Regions from separate parts of the Mus musculus genome. Here region 1 is linked to region 2. The links are chromatin contacts, called in public HiChIP or PLAC-seq maps. All regions are on one chromosome and are shown on one strand. Each heading gives the region's core, a stretch centred on a gene start, on an enhancer-like site or on the middle of the called end of the contact. The rest is flanking DNA. Distances are from core to core; before and after follow the strand shown.

Evidence for each region. HiChIP or PLAC-seq counts read pairs in DNA pulled down with a chosen protein or histone mark.
Region 1: an HNF4G HiChIP or PLAC-seq map of pancreatic cancer cells shows a contact between it and region 2. The contact joins two enhancer-like sites. A contact is called at or near these places in 2 of 39 promoter capture datasets (embryonic stem cells and pre-B cells), 6 of 115 datasets of contacts at active chromatin or transcription factors (bone marrow-derived macrophages, effector CD8 T cells, intestinal villus epithelium and 3 more) and 2 of 9 other capture datasets (adipose tissue and liver).

Annotation. Positions count from the first base shown.
Region 1 is chr5:92,367,302-92,370,001 of GRCm38.p6, forward strand. It overlaps a transcript of Art3 not described here. Among named protein-coding and RNA genes, the nearest start is that of Art3, 18 kb to the right of the region's middle. Within about 2 kb of position 1,345, at least 64 of the 459 cell types and tissues checked have an H3K27ac peak or open chromatin away from gene starts, as enhancers often do. A contact at or near this core is called in pancreatic cancer cells, where this site is marked.
Region 2 is chr5:92,219,229-92,221,928 of GRCm38.p6, forward strand. All of the region lies in intron 1 of Gm42112 (a long non-coding RNA gene), which reads left to right. Among named protein-coding and RNA genes, the nearest start is that of Gm42112, 4.0 kb to the left of the region's middle. Within about 2 kb of position 1,328, at least 67 of the 459 cell types and tissues checked have an H3K27ac peak or open chromatin away from gene starts, as enhancers often do. A contact at or near this core is called in pancreatic cancer cells, where this site is marked.

The DNA of each region.
Region 1 (2,700 bases), core at 95-2,594, 150 kb after region 2:
AGCAAAATATTTTATGTAACTCAAATCATAAAATCTATTGCCTAATGAACAATAAATAAAGTGAGATTTTATTTATTTTTTGATTAAGTGTTCAAATTGGACCAATCGCATGCCAAAGACTTGGTGCTCATAGGTGCTTATTAACTGCCATACTGGACGGGAGGACCTAGTGAGTGCACGCATTGCATGTTTCGTGTGTCCTGGCTGCCGCGATGCTCACTCTAAAGTAGCTCAGGGTGAAGGACAACAGCAGGAACCATGATTTTGCTTCACAGAGCTGACGTTCCAGGTGGTCCCGAGCCCCCACTATGAGTGCTGAGAACTGAACTCGGGTCCTCTAGAAGAGCAGTTTGTTCTCTTAACCACTGAGCCATCCCTCCAGCCTCCTAAACGCCACGTTCTGTCCTCCCAGTGCTATCGGCCTCTTTTGTTGTTATTTCTCAAGTTGGACTATATTGGCCACCTACTTAAAAGTTTCCCATTGAATTTAAAGGAATATCCCAGGAAATGAGTCTAATTTCTGTCTTTTTTTTTTTTTTTTAAAGTATTATCTGTGTGGTCTACTGAGCTTTCTGTTCCTGTAATAAAACACTATGACTGGAAGAACCTGGGAGGAAAAGGGCTTATTTCCGCTTATAGGTCACAGTCTGACATTGAGGGAAGCCAGGGCAGGAGCTCAAGCAGGCCCTGAAGCAGGACTGTGGAAGAATACTGTTTCTCCTCCCCACTGCCTTGCTTCTCGCTCACTTCAACACACATCCCAAGACTTCTGAGGAATAGTTCTGCCCACAGTGGGGTGGGCCCTCCTCACATGAGCCAGGAATCAAGACAGACCTGACCACAAGGCAGTCTGATGGATGCAGTTCTTCAGTTAGGGTTTCCCTCTTACCAGGTCGCATTAGGCAGTGTCAAGTTGACAATAAAAACTTAGCCACACAGTGTGGTCCATGTGAGCTTTAGCAATGCTTCGAGATGACTTGTTGACTTTAAAACACCAGGGCTGAGGGTGCAGCTCAGAGGTAGAACGCTTGCCTAATGTATCTGTAGGCTCTATGATTGAGTCCCAAAATTCCCTGCATAGTTTCCGGATCTAAAGAGATGAATGCACGTCACCTAAGTATACCGTTAACTCTCCATTCAGTAAGTTTCAGAAATGCACAGGGACCCCCCCCCCCCCACCAAATGTCAGTGCCAAGGTCTTTCCTTCAGTTCAGTTGCGAAACGTGGACCAGAAATGGAAACTCTAACATCTCCTTTTATTAGAAATCAGCGTGATGTAACAGGATCCTGTTTGAGGTTATAGAAGACGGATGACTCACTCCTATGGAAAAGATTGCCAGAAGTCCAGAATAACGTGCCGGGACTGAAGAGAGCGATAGCCAAATGCAGATCCTGTAACCTTATGGCAGTACAACACCTGCTGTTCTTTTCTATAACAACACAGTCATCTTAGAGAGCGTAGTGAATTTTGTTATTGTTAAGACATTACCACTGTGATTTCCTGACATTACAATACTGACCCAGTAGTCAGGAAAACCCTATACACTGTGTTCAGAGTGTCTGTCAGACCCTGAGTAAGACCACAATGAAGGAAACAAATAGAAACTAGAAAGAAATCATAAAAACACAAAAGTCCACGAAAACACAGAAAAAAAATGTGCATTTTTTTTGTTGCCTAAAAGAACCCCAAAATGAGGGTGATTTTTGAAGAAGAAGAAAAAAAAAGTTGTTTCTGAACTTAAGCTTAATCTTCCTATAATTTGACATAGAAAATGTTTTCAAAACCCGCATTCCGCTTATGCTGTCTGGTATCTGAAATAGATCTGTCAGGGGGTCACATTTTATAAGCACCACTTCGTGTTTGATGTGTGCTGTCCCAGACATTACAGCATTGGGCATGCGCACAGGAAGGAGGGGCCGTTGCAGTAGTCCCCACTGTCTGACTGACCACCCCATGCTTGAGAGAACCATTATGAGTCATGGTTCCCTGCCTTGCCAGCAGGGACAGAGTCACAGCTGCGGCTCAGCTCACACACACAGGCTGTGCTGAACGTCTGGTGCTAAAGGGACTCACTTTAGTGTCTGAAAGGGAGAGGGAGAGAGACAGCTTTCAGCTCCCAGAGATCGGAGATTTAAAAAGCTGTTTATTTTGTGTGTTCGCATGTTCACATGTCATTGCGTACACATATATATGCATGCAGAGGGCTGAAGTTGATGCCGATCGTCTTCCTGAATTCCTCCATTTTATTGGTTTAGGTGGGTTTTCTTGCTGAACCCAGAGCATGCCAATTCCGGCTGGTCTAGTTACCCAGCTTGCCCTGAGGATATCCTTAAGGATGCCCTGGCACTGGGACTATGGGAGCTCTGTCACATCGGCCTGGCTTTTATGTGGGTTCTGGGATGTGGACTCCAGACCTCATCTCTGCCAGGCAAATATCTGCTGCATTGAGCCATGACCTCAGCTCCTGATAAACGGGTATTGAGAGTTAGATCTACTGTACCTGTTTACACTGTCTGGTGTCAGCTGTCTCCAGCTTGTTCCTGCCCTTAAGAGACTCTTATTGGCTGTGTTAAATCTACTGTGTGGTTTGCTCTGTTAAGCTGTGGGTGGTTTTGTTGTTGTTGTTTTGTTTTGTTTTGTTTTGTTTTTAACCATAACCCTAAATTGACTGAGTTTGAGCTACAGAGAATTTGAGCTGA
Region 2 (2,700 bases), core at 78-2,577:
GGGTTCAGATTAGACTTCCATTAGTCTGTGTGGCGGCAGAACGGACCCGGAGAATAACCACAGGATTCAGCCCGACATGGTGGCTCATCTGTGATGGAATCCAAGGTCCCCTCTTCTGATGTGTCTGAAGACAGCTACAGTGTACTCATATACATAAAAAAAAAAAAAAAAAACGAAAGAAAAAGAGCCTGCAACTAAATTCTATTTACTTGCCTAAATAAAGAGATGCCCCTGCTTTGATGCAAAGCACTGGCGCCCAGCAGCAAGACGCTGAAGGCAGGAGAGATTTGCATTCAATCTAGATGGTGGTGGTGTAGTGCTGTGGACTGTTGCTATGGAGATCCCAGAGACCAGCCAGCCACACGGAACCTTTACACTCGGGAGCTCAGTCTGATGGTTGAGGGTCGTCATTGGCAGGCAAGGCGAGTCTCAAACATGACCTCTGAGTAAGCACTAGCACTTTCACCAGGGGGCTTCCTAGAAATGCTACTGAGCTGTTAAAATGTTTTTATGCCCATAAGGTAGATGTAGTATGATGTCTATCACTTTAAAGTTTACACTTCAGCGGCATTAAATGTATTTAGGGTTTTGTTTTTGTTTATGTGTGTGCAAAAATCATCTTGAGAACATTTTCATTTCCCAAACTGAACCCTAATCAGACCTGGAAACAAGTCCTGCGGGTGAGTCACAGGCAAGTTCCAGGCTAGGGGACTTCTGAGCGTGATTAACACAGCTGAGGCTCACAGCTCTGCATCGCTTACCCAATTACTTCATGCCTCAACTCCTCCAAGCTTGCCAGGAATTGAGGAAGTGGCTCTTATCACACACCTCAGGATCCAGTCAAGGGAATGGTCAAGGCATTTTACTCAAGGTTGCAGGGATGCAAAGGGACCCTTTGAGCTTCCGTCTGGGTGAAAACGTCTCACCCAGGTGTCTGTCGAATTTGAGGGTGTGCCTTGAAGAAAAGTAACCCTTGGATAAAATGAGAAATACTTCTCTCTTTAGCTTCCCAAGACTTGTGTAGCGGGTAGAGCCTTGACAAGTCTGGACTTTCACAGTGTCTATCTCTCTAGAAACTCTATTCTCTTGCACAAGGCTTTTGTATAGTCCAGCTCAACATAGTCCTCATTTGAAACACTCTGGAGCAGATAGAGTCACCAAAAAGGAAGCTGAAATTGCAAAGCTCTGGGCAGGGTGTTGGGGTGTGGCCAGACTCCCTGCTGGCGCCAAGGCTCCCAGGTTCAAGAGCTCTGCATGACTCAAGTGTATGAGCCAAAAGCCCCTGGCCTGGAGTGTGTGTGACTCAGGAGCTGGGCTGGGGTCTACATCAATTACAGAGGAAGCTAAGAGCTTTACCAAAGCCAAAACCTAGTGTAACCAGGCGGGATACAGCCCACAGAGGGCACAGACACACACTGGAAAATTCCACTGGAGACATCTGAAATGAACTGGCTCTTGAGTCAGCAACTGGCAGGTCAGCTGCGACCAGATAGGTACAAAGATGAACAACTGACCAGAGCCTGCCCTTCCAGAACACCCGGAGAGCACATCCAGACACTGAAAACTGCTCATACGAGAATGAGCTAAGTGTGAGCGTGTGTGTGTGTGTGTGTGTGTGTGCATGTGTGCTTGTGCGTGCGTGTGTGTCCCATACCTGAATCCCAACACTTGGAAGCTAAAGGATCAGCTTAGTCTAAACATATATGGTCACATTTAAAAATAAAAAGAATGGATTTAACCAAGCCGGATCTTAATGCCTCTGAACTACATCGACCAAAGAGCAATCACATAGTCGATTATATTGCCTAATGGGTAGAACCAGCGTTTGTGATATCATTTACAATTCTGTTTGTTTGTTTGTTTGTCTTTTGCTTTTTTCGAGACAGGGTTTCTCTGTGTAGCCCTGGCTGTCCTGGAACTCACTTTGTAGACCAGGCTGGCCTCGAACTCAGAAATCCACCTGCCTCGGCCTCCCAAGTGCTGGGATTAAAGGCGTGCACCACCACTGCCCGGCATCATTTACAATTCTTGTGCCCAGGACATATTTGAAGAGATTCTGAGCTACTCAGTCTAGATAACACTCAAGTCCTGGCATTTTTTAAAGTTCTCTGTGATTGAGAACCACTGAATCAGACAAAGAAGGGCAATCAAGTTGCATTGCTTGGTCTAACCCCCAGAACTTCTCTAGTTAGCATGCTTGCTTGCCTTCACTGGCCGCTTCTGGTCAGCTAAAGCTCTGGCTTTCTTTAGGATAGACAGATGTAAAAAAAGAAGTCATTTTGCTTATGTTTGCAAAGCTAAAGGTTAAGGTCACTCATGGGCCCTAGCCAGCGATGCTTAGGGATCCTTCCCTGGACCTTGTTCGCATAGTAATTTACTTTAACAACCTTCCTGACTTCCCTGGAAGATAGTTTATGATAGCCTCTTCCCAGGCAAGGGAACCTTTGCTTAATGAGATTAGGTGCTTTTGTAAGGGTCAGATTCGAAGAATGATACCTCAGACTCAAATAGTATGTAAACGCAAAGGATGTCTTATTCTGCAGAAGTCCAGCATGCTGGGGCCTCTCATTACCAGAATAGAGAGACAACCAAGTGAGCCAGGCTTGATTTAAAGCATATTAGGGAATTCTGGGTAGGTGACCTCTATGTTAATGTGTTGGGTCCATCTCTATGGACATTCCATTACTATAGAGATGTGTG